Regions from separate parts of the Sus scrofa genome. Here region 2 is linked to region 1. A link is a contact called in public HiChIP or PLAC-seq data. All regions are on one chromosome and are shown on one strand. The core of a region is the stretch at or near the end of the contact, and the rest is flanking DNA. Distances in the headings are between cores, read along the strand shown. Region 1 has its middle 89 kb from the start of CLIC4. Region 2 has its middle 56 kb from the start of RUNX3.

Evidence for each region. HiChIP or PLAC-seq counts read pairs in DNA pulled down with a chosen protein or histone mark.
Region 2: an H3K27ac HiChIP or PLAC-seq map of alveolar macrophages shows a contact between it and region 1. The contact joins two enhancer-like sites. A contact is called at or near these places in 1 of 47 Hi-C or Micro-C datasets (embryonic fibroblasts) and 1 of 2 datasets of contacts at active chromatin or transcription factors (alveolar macrophages).

The regions. Positions count from the first base shown.
Region 1 is chr6:82,487,086-82,492,523 of Sscrofa11.1, reverse strand. No RefSeq gene overlaps it. Among named protein-coding and RNA genes, the nearest start is that of CLIC4, 89 kb to the right of the region's middle. Within about 2 kb of position 2,708, at least 29 of the 83 cell types and tissues checked have an H3K27ac peak or open chromatin away from gene starts, as enhancers often do. A contact at or near this core is called in alveolar macrophages, where this site is marked.
Region 2 is chr6:82,647,981-82,653,256 of Sscrofa11.1, reverse strand. No RefSeq gene overlaps it. Among named protein-coding and RNA genes, the nearest start is that of RUNX3, 56 kb to the right of the region's middle. Within about 2 kb of position 3,041, at least 30 of the 83 cell types and tissues checked have an H3K27ac peak or open chromatin away from gene starts, as enhancers often do. A contact at or near this core is called in alveolar macrophages, where this site is marked.

The DNA of each region.
Region 1 (5,438 bases), core at 1,459-3,958:
TCTCTTGTGAATGGTTTCTCACTTTCTGCTTTTATTGCCTGGTGATTCGTGTTTATGTCCTTCTCCCTTGTGATCCTGGAAGCTCCCAGAAGGCAAAAATCACGCGTCTCCATTTATTCACATCCAGCCAGTGCCTTGTGCCCAGAAGGAGCTCCAGAGTGTTATTTTTTAATGAATGGAGCATCTCATACAGTTAAGTGTGTTTTAACATGAGATCAAGATTCTGGATGCCAAGGACTATTTGTTAAACCCATGCCTTATTACGTCAAGGACCCCCTGCAAGCCAAGGACAAGGGGATCAAGAAGGGGTAACAACTGTGCCCCTACATGGTAGCCATCGTGACAGCCAAATCCGCTGTCTCGTCCTGAGAGCACTGTCCTGGGGTCCCCATGCTGCAATTAACCACCTACAGGACCTTGGGCAAGTCTCTCACCCTTAGTTCATTCACTGGTGAGCCAAAGGTGCTGGAGTACTTCTAGCTCGCTGTCACTGGGCCTTCTAAAAAGCCTCTGATAATGAAAGTTTTTTTGGACCACCACGGTGAAAGGTATCTTTAGAACATGGCAGAATTTTTCTTTAAGAAAAAAAAAAATCCTCTATTGATAGTCAAACCAGTATCGTGCACCAGTTGGGCTCCAGTTCATTTACATTTTTGTCTTTAACATCAATTTTTAAAACAATTAAATTCGGGAGTTCCGCTGTGCCTCAGCGGAAACGAATCTGACTGGTATCCATCAGGAACCAGGTTCGATAGCTGGCCTTGCTCCATGGGTTAAGGATCCGGCATTGCCATGAGCTGTGGTGTAGGCTACAGATGAGGCTCAGACCCTATATTGCTGTGGCTGTGGTGTAGGTTGGCAGCTGCTGTTCTGATTCAACCCCTAGCCTGGGAACCTCCATGTGCCGTGGGTGTGGCCCTAAAAGACAAATAATAATAAAATCAGGTAACCTTAAGTTTCTGGCAAGGGCCATGGGATTCCTAGAGCACCTGTAGAGATTTGGGGAAACTATTCCAGAAAATGAGAGGACATCGTTGAAATGACACTGTTTCTGATGAAGGAAGGGGAAGGGAGCTATCACTGAGCTTTTCTTCTCCTGCCACTTCCTCGGTGGGGAAACCTCCTGGTCAGCCACAGTCAGATTTCACTGGCCTACAGTGACCTCTGCAGACAACAGAGAGTTACATCTCAGAGCCCAGGTGGCGGAAAAGACCCTTGTGCTCCCCCGGCCCCCAGAGTCCCCTCTCACCAAACAGGACCCTCCCTTACAAACAAAAATGGAGCACAGGTATGCTTGGTGCATGGTATTAGAGCCTTTAGCTCACTGGCATTGTCCCGACATGCCTGGCGCTTGGCAGGCTGGAGCGAAACACGGTACAGCCCAGGAACTTCTGACCACCCCACGAGAAAAGTGCACTTGGGGAGCTCCGGGCTGCTGCTTCACAGCTGGGCCATGAAATCAGCCTTCCTGAGTCCCCAGTTTGAGCCCCTCCCAACAAAGGAAAGGTGACAGCATGGTACCCAGCGCTCTGATGGTTAAGCTCTGGAGCCAGATGGCCTTGATCCATTCCTAGCTGTGTGAGCTTGAATCTCTCTATGCTTGAAGCTCCTTACCTTTAAAAGAGGGTTAATAACCATCTCTAACTCCAATGGAGTGTTGACAAGATGAAAGACTTGAAACGGTTACATATTTTAAAAACATATTTATACCTATAGGTATATAAACTCAGTACTGTAACTGGCACATCGTGTTTAATGAACATCATTTATGCATTTTTTTTTTGGCCCCACACCTGGAGCATGTGGAAGTTCTCAGACCAGGAACCCAGCCCAGGCCACAGTAGTGACCAGAGCCACAGCAAATGACAATGCCGGCTTAACCACTAGGCCACCAGGGAACACCAAAGATCCTTTGTTCTTCTTTGACTGAGGAAACGAGAGAAAGAGAGAACACTAGAAGAAACTGAAATATATAAAATAAGAAATAGGATCAGAAAGGTGTCACTGGATTTCTTTTTTATCCTCCCAAAGGCCGCTCTGAGGGCAGCTCGCCTCTCTTGAGGCCACTGCTCCCTCCAGGGCAGTCTGCAGACCAGGACCCTCCTCCTAGAGACAGTCACATTCAGCTCTGGGCGCGGAGCCCCCCTCCGAGGGGCATGCGGGAGGGTCTCGTGTGCGGGCTGCATCAGCTCTCCCAGCGGCAATCAGCTGGGCTCCGCGTGCGGCACCTGCGGGAGCTGCGACCCGCGGCTCTGAACCCCTGGCGCGGTAGTTGGCACGCGCTGCCGGCGGCGCAGGGGCGAAGCGGGGAGGAGCCCGGGCGCTAACCGCGGCGGCACCCCTCCCTCCTCGTCCCAACCGCCACCAGACCTGTCAGTTTGGCTTCCGAGGCGCTTCCTCCAGCCGCCCCGCGGGCCAGTGAGAACCCAGCGCGTGCAGAAGTGCGAAAGGGCTGCAAGAACCAGGCGCGGGGCTCCCGGCCGGGGGCAGCCAAAGCCCCCGGCGACCCGACCTCAAAGCACGGCCCTGCCCCCCGCAAAGGGTGCGACAGGGCCGGCCGGGCCTCCGGCGGGGCGGCAGGCGCCGCGCTGTAGGTGAGCGGCGGCGCGGGGAGCGTCCGTTCGACACAGGAAGGAGGGAAGGGGCCGGAGGTGCCTTCACAGCGCGGCAGGCGTGACAGATCTGATAAAGAGGAAGGAAGCCCTCCACGCGGCTGAACCGAGCTGCCGGCTCCGCAAACCGACGAGGTCCTGCAGCTGTCACGTCCCTGCTTGCAGCCGCGGGGCCGAATGGAAAGGAGCCTGCGCCTCCTGCTGGTCATTTTAGGAAGACCACGCGAGGCAAGGAAAGTCGGCCAAGGCTTCAGGGACTCTGGCGCGGCCACTGCCTCCTCAGCAGGTGGTAGAGCCCCTGGGGAGGTAAGTCTCCTGGGAGATGCGGGCCTTGTCTGGGCCTGGATCCTCTACCTTCGGTTCCTTGCAAGAGGCCTGCCCCAGGGAAGAAATACAAGAATAGATTGACTCTAGCTAGGCTCTGCTTACCTGGCAACCAACCCATTTATCTTTGCTGTCCTGGGTCAAGGAGCCAAGTCCATCCTAATGAGAAAAAAGGACAGAAGCACTTCTAAAGATTGCAGGGCACGATCCACTTATTGCTACGGGCTCCTCTGGGCTCTTAATTCTGGCTGTCACTTACTAGCTGTGTGGCCTTGAGCAAGTTTCTTAACATCCCTGTGCCTCAGTTTCCTCATCCATAAAGTGGGAAGCAGTCTCTATCTCACAGGATTGTTAGGAAGACCCAGTTAACATATGCAAAGTACTTAGAATAATTCTGGCTCACTGCACATATGTTTGTTAAATTAAAATTTTAAATTTCAGTGTAGGGTATAGGCTTGCTGCACTTGCTACAACTGTTTCCTTATTCTGGAGAGTTTTCTTGCTGTCTTTCAGCAATAATAGAATATTATCAATCTATATCAATAATAGAAATTATTAATCTCTATTTCAGTTCCACTGCAGAGAACATACTCAGTACAATTTCATTTCTTTGAACTTTGTGGAGGCCTTGCTTTATGGTTAAACATGTTGGATTACTTTGCTAAAAGCTCCACATGCTTGAAAAGAATGTGCGTTGGGCAGTTGTTGGATATAGTGTTCCAGTATTAGGTCGAAGTGGTTAATTGTGTTATTGAAATCTGCTATTCCTTACTGAGTTTGTGGGGAGGGGACAGTCCCTGCTCGTGTATCAGTTAGTGGAGAGCTATGTTAAAAACTCCAATTATGATGGCATACTTTCTTCTCCTTTTAGCTTCGTTAACATTTGCTGTATGTATCCAAGACTGTTATTAGGTTCATGTAAATTTAAGACTATTATGTCTTCCTAGTGAATAAACTTTCCATCATCATAAAAGGACATTATAAATGTCCTATAAGATGCCTTCTTTGTCTGTAGTAATACCTCTTGCCTCGAAGCCTGCTTTGTATGATAAATGGTTATACCTACTTTCTTTTGTTTGTGGTCAATTATTTGACTGTTTCATCCCTTAATTTCAACTTTTTATCCTCATAAAGTTTGTTTCTTATAAATATGTTTGTCTTGTAATTGTTTTAAATACAGTTTAACACTTCCTTGTAATTGGTTTAGCCCACTTACATTTCATGTAATATGGTGTAGGGTTTATAGCTAACTTTTTTTTTGTCTTTTCTAGGGCCACACCCATGGCACATGGAGGTTCCCAGGCTAGGGGTCGAATCAGAGCCATAGCCCCTAGCCTACACCACAGCCACAGCAATGCCAGATCTGAGCCATGTCTGCGACCTACACCACAGTTCACGGCAACGCCGAATCCTTAACCCACTGAGTGAGGCCAGCGATTGAACCTGTATCCTCATGGATCCTAGCTGGGTTCATTAACCACTGAGCCACGATGGGAACTCCTACAGCTAACCTTTTGCTATTTTTCCAACTGGTCCTGTCCCTTGTTCCTTTAGTCCTCTTATCCTTTCTTTTGGATTTGATTTTTTTTAAATTCCATTTTACCCTTGAATCTTAGATTTTTTAAGTTATTCTCATAATTAGCTTAGCAGTGACCCTACAGATTACAATATTTATCTAAGATCTACTATCATTTTCTGAAACTAGTACTTTTACCATTTGCCAAATAATATAAGGATCATACAAGTACAGAACTCTGCTTCCCTTCCTTCCACCTTTCCACCTATACAGTATATACAGTATATACTGGATACTATATAGTGTGTATAGCATACGGTATATATAATATGGTATATATAGTATACATTATATACTATGCGTGTATGTGTATGCATTTATATATACTGTTATGTATTCCACATTATATGTCTTCAAGATATTGTTTAAACGGTCAATGTTCTTTTATCTTTGCCTATTATTTACCCTTTCCATTATCCTTCATTCTTCCTTCCGGTTTCATACTACCATCTGCTGAAGTCCTTCGGGCTAAAGCACTTCCTTAAGTGTTTTCTCATACCCACGTCTGCTGGTGCCAAATTCTCAGCTTGCATCTGCCTGAACATGCCTTTATTTTGCCTTCATTGTTGAGGATGTTTTCACTAAGTAGACAATTCTAAGTTGGCAAATCTTTCTCAGTACTTTAAAGACTCTGGCTTTCAAAGTTTCTGCTGAAAAGCAGTCATCGCTCCTTCAAAGATGATGTCCCTCCCTGTCATTAGGATTTTCTTTGTCCTTGGTGTTCAGCAATTTGACCATAATATTCTTAGGTATAGTGTTTCTGGTTTTTGCTTGTTTTTTTTTTTTCTCTCTTATTCCATAATGTGTTTGCTGAGTTTTATGAATCTGTGGGTTGATGTCGTCAACAATTTTGGAAAATGCTCAGCCATTATGTCATCGAATATTGCTTCTGCCGCATTTCCTTTTATGTCCGGGACTTCGATTAC
Region 2 (5,276 bases), core at 1,792-4,291, 160 kb before region 1:
TTTTCTGCAGGAGGTAGGCGGCTGTGGCCTCTGTGAAAATGGCTCTTCCGGTGTCCGAGCACTTCAGCAAGACAGGCTGAGGGTAGAGGGACTCAATTGTCTAGTCTTCTGTCCGTCTCCATGGTGCCTGGGGCTCTAGCACTTGACCTCCAATCAAGTCAAGTTCCCCTCTACTCACCCTCCTGAGTTGCTGGGTGACCTTGGCTCAGTCACTCCACCTCTCTGGCCTCCACTTGGGGTAATGGAGCTGCAAAGGCCTCAACGAGGAGCAGCTTGCGCTGGCCACCCACTCCCCCCTTTTGGCCATATGCCACTCCTCCTGTGAGAGCCACCAACTAGGAGAGCCCTGGGGGATGGTGGAAGCCAAGTGCCTGGTTTCAGATGCAGGAAACTCAGACCCCGAGAGGGAGAAGTCGGCCACCCCCATTCCTCATGCCCTGTCTTGCTCCCCATACGCCCTTCCTCCCTCGCCCTCTAAAAGCATCTGCGTGATGGGGTAGATTTCACCCAAGTGAAGAGGTCCGCAATGGGGGCTCAGGTCCCAGCACCCCAGCTTTCAAGTTCCCAGACTCCCATGAGGCCCCATGTTCTCAGCTGTGCTCTGGGCAGGGGAAGGGCTGGAGGGGGAGGGCTGACACCCACGTTCCCCAAGGCCGGCCTGCCAGGCAGCCTGAAGAGCCCTGGGAAGGAGGTGGCTGAGGCGGCCAGTGGGCACTCAAGCCCAAGCGTCCGCAGGGGTACCGAGAGCTTTTGATGACAAAGGGAACATGAGCGTCTGTGGTCAGTTGCATCGTTCTTGCTGGTGCGGCCCCTCCTGTCTGCTCAACGATTCCTACTTTGTGGGTGGCTGGCTTGGCCTCGTCCATGGTCATCTGTTCTTTCTTCCCCTGCTCCTTTCTGGTCACTGGTGTGGCTGTGGTGGCGATGGCTCCTTCCATGAGCAGAAGGAGGGCCCCTGTGCTGGCCCAGCTACTCCCACGGTCCATAAGCGGCCCCTCACCTCTGCTGGCATGGCTGCTGGATCCAGATCTGAGGCCACAATGTCCTGAGTTCCTGGCAGTTCTCATGGCAGCCCCCTTCAGCCAGGGCCCGTCCAGCCTCCATCACCCAGGGGGGCCCAGCCCCCCACCCACTCCCTGGAGACTCGAGACTGTGCGCTCACGTCTTCCTTGGAACCTCTCTCTGACCCCCACGCCACCTGTGATGAGCCTCACCCACCTTGGCCCTGGCGACCTCTGGACCCCCAAGGACAGAGTGGCGTGCTCCTACCTCACGGGACCTCAGCCACTGCCAGAGGGACAGGGAGTGGGGACACAGGACACACTCCCCCACCAGCTCCCTCCCATGATATTCCAGGACCATAAGCAAATAGCTAGGGGGTCCCGCATCCGTGAAAGGGTGGCAAACCTGCCGTCCTGGGAAAGTGGTCCTCTCCATGGCCTCTCTGGGACCCTTCTGTCACTCCCAACTGAGCAGCAGGTCCCAGGGCCTGCCTTTCCCAGAGGTTACCGAAGGGGAGAAGAGAAGTTCCCGGAAACCTGTCCCAGGTAACTACTGCTCCACGCTTCTCCCAGTCTCCGGCTGCCTTGGTGGTATGAATTCAGTCCACAGCCTTGGGAACCTACTGTGTGCCAGGTACTGCACGCCCCCTGGGGATGCAGCAAGGAGGGGCCAGATCCATCCCTCATCTGGGGATGCTCACAGTCTGGGTGGGGACCCAGGCAGAAAACTGCGCAAATCATGATTTAAGTGCGATTATAAGGAGCATGCAGAGAGGGGCTGTGGGCTGTGAGGGCCCATACCACAGCCAGTCCTGGAAGGTTCCAGGAGGAAGTGACCTTCAGGCTGAGGTCTCAGGCTCGAGGAGGATATGGTCAGGCAATCGGGGGAGAAGCTGATGCTCAGGCAGAGGAAATACCATGTACAAAGGCTCTAAAGCTCTTTAAAGCTCCTGGAGTCCAAGTCGTTATCTGCCACCATTTGCCAGGCTCCTGGGACATGAGATAATGAGGAAGTAATTTGACTCCCTCTGCCTTAGTTTCCTCATCTGTAAAGTGGGGGTAATACTAGTCAGCACTTCCTGGAGGTGTCGGCAAAATTAAATGGGATCATTCATGTAAAATGCTTAGCCTAAAATAAACACTCAGTAAATATTAGCAACTCATTAATCATAAACCCCATCTGTGGAGCACCTGCTGTGTGTCAGACACCCCGCTACACATTCTGCAGATAATCTTCACACAGATCTGCCAGCTTGGACTTGCTGGCCCATTTCAGAGATGAGAACACTGAGGGCAGAGGACCGAGTCACTAAGGTGGAGATTGACTGAGGTTTTGGAGGACTCACCCGTGGCTTCTTGGAGGAGGTGGTGGCTGGGACGGGTTTTGAAGATGGGCAGCCTGGCCGCCCCAACCCCCTCCAGAACGTTGCAGCCCTAGGGGCTTCCTGGGTCTGGTGACGGGACAAAGGGGTACTCCGGCACTTCCAAGGCCTTCCTGGAGTCCCAGCAAGGGAAGGTCCCATCGGGCCAGGCTCTCAGACCACAGAGCCTCCAGCGAGCGCCAAACAACAAAAAGGCTTTTCTCACTCTGGATGAGTCACCAGACCGAGAGAGCAGACCCAGTGCCTGTGCTGAAGAAGCTGAAACCACACATCTGAAGAAGTTTCCCACGGCCACCACTTGCTTTAAATAGCTGCAGAGAAGTGGGGGCGGGATGGAGTGGGGGTCGGGGGCAGGGTTCTCTCCCGCAATCCCTGGCTGGGGTCTCCTCCCCAGCCCCTGCACGACCTTGACCTGAAGCCCCCTGGAGGCTGGTCCTTGCCGGGAACTCAGACTTCACGGGCACCAGGGGAACAAGCCAAGGTCCGGAGCCCTTGGTGGGATGAGGGGACAGTGGACAGACAGCTGGAGAGACATCCCGCCAGCCTGTGGGCCCGGGGAGGGGGGGGGTACAAGCCCCGGGGAAGGGGGAAGTTGACCTCACCCTGCACCCCGGTGCAGCCTCCCGGCCCCCAGCCAAGCTTCCTCGCAGGTCACCTGACTCCCCCTCGGCGCTCTGGCTGCCTGCCCCCCCCCTGCCTGCCCGGGTTCGTGACTGAGCCCTGGGCGGCGTTTCCGGAGGCAGGCCGGGAGCCGGGGCTGCTGACGCACTTGCCGCCCCCCCAGCAGGGCCGGGTGAGAAGAGCGAGCCCCCCATCCCCCCTTCCCGTAAATGAGCTCACCCACCCGGGCCTCGCAGGGATTCTAAGAAGTGGAAGCCTCTGCACCTGTTCCTCGCCCACCACCTCGCGCGTCCTCGCGATGGGGGGAGGGGCTGGGGTCCTCACTTCCCCCCAGCTCAACCCGAGGCCAGGCTGGAGTTTGGGGGGGCTGGCAAAGTTTTCTCCCCTGAGGTGCACAAGAACCCTGAGATCAGAGCAGCTCTGGGTGTCCCCAAGGCTTGGACCCGTTTTTCGGAGGGTAAGCGGGGGAAATCCAGAGATGCCTAGGAGATGAGTCTGGCTCCCTCCCAGTCCGGGAGTAACATCTCCTGCCCCTGGGGTTCAGGCAGCCCTTGGGGTCCAGCAGTGGCTCACAAAGTACCAGCCCTTGGAGAACATTGGAACTAAGGCCCAGAGAGGGCAGTGTCTTGCCCAAGGTCACACAGGACAGTGGAGCTCCAGCTGCACCCTTTGCGGGCCCAAACTCTGGCCAGCCCACAGGTATCACCACCACACATTTATCGAGCATCCTTTGGAGGGACCCAGGAGGAAATAAGACGGCATTGGTTACAGTCTGAAACAACTAGCTGTCAGTCACCAGGGCCCAAGGCCAGGGTTCTCAGCCCTGGCTTCTCTATCAGAGCCCCAAGCTTTGCAAAATAGCAATGCTAGGACTCCAGCCCCGAGACTGAGTTTCGGCAGATTGGGAGCGGGCCCAGGAATCTGCATTTTATAAGATTCCTCCAGTTGCTCAGATGACTGAAGGGCTTCAGGACAGGCAGTGAGTGGCTCCTGGGCAGGAGCTGCCCCCTTGAGAGGGTGATTTCCAAGGGCTTCTCATGGGAGGCTCCTGGTGCAGCCGTCCTCTCCACACCAACCTTTGCCTGCACTCAGGGCCCAGTTCAAAGGGGCCCCAGACATGCTGTCTCACTGAATGACAGTGGCGCCCACAGGCCCCTGCCGCAGGGAAAGGTGGGGGCTGGGGCCTGAGCCCCAAGGGTCTGTGCGTTCTTGCCCAGGTACTCAAGGGGCTTGGTTTTCTCAGGCCTGGTTGTGCTTCATGGCATCTCTCTAGGTGATATGGGAAATGACAAGAAGCTCACGAGCTGGGCTGCCTGATGGTTAGGGGCAGGCCAGCACCCTGGAGCAGGCCGAGGTCTGCACTCTTCCACCCGTGCACCCAGCACTATGTCCAGCCAGGGTCGGGGGGACTCCTTGACCTACCGGGTGGTCTGGGGCGCCTGAGCCCTAGGGTGAACAGGAAGTGCTCCCATCTGTCTCTGGTCCTGTGGCCAAGAGGGCCTTGTCCTGCCCACAGTGCCCAGCTTGGCCACCTCCTAAGGCCCCCTGTCCTCTCAGAGACTCTGTGTCCTCTTCTGCAAAATGGGCAGAAGAGTTTCTTGTAGCAGGTGCTACCGGAGGGGGAAGAGAGTGGCAGGTGCAGCGCCTCAGTGGGGCTGCCAGCAGCTGCCAGGCCCCTCTGCCAGCCCAGAGGGCCCTCCAGGCGGGGTGTGTCCTCAGAGCCTCTCTGAGCAGGTCTGTGTGGAGGTCACTGCAAGGAAGCAGAGGCCCTGCCCCTACCTTCCTCGTGAGGCTGCTGCTCGCCAGCTCTGGGACCTCAGACAGGTCCCGCCCTCCAGCTCCCCCCCCCCCCCCCGTTTCCTCATTTGTCAGGCAGATACCCCAACTCCAGGAGGTCCCTGTGAAGATTCAATGAACAGAGTCATGTGACTGTGTGAAGAACAGCCATTCCTACCACCAGCACGCTTGGTTTTTTTTCTCCCTAACCTATGAGGTCCAGGAGTGGGGACTGTGTCTTTGTGTCCAGGGAGCCTGTGCTGCTGAGGGCCTCCTCAGCTCTTGTTCAGCACAAGTGTGTCTGCACACGCATGTGAACGCATGTGTGTGTGTGCATGCCTGCACACTCCTGTACGTGGCGTGAGCCGGCGTGGAAATGTGTGTCTGGGCCCGGGGCCTGTCCGCGTCTGCGTTTTGCATATGGGTCTAGCGTGTGTGTATTTGCATGTGCGTCTTAGTCTGTGTGCCTGGACGCATGGGCCTGCTCGACCCGCAG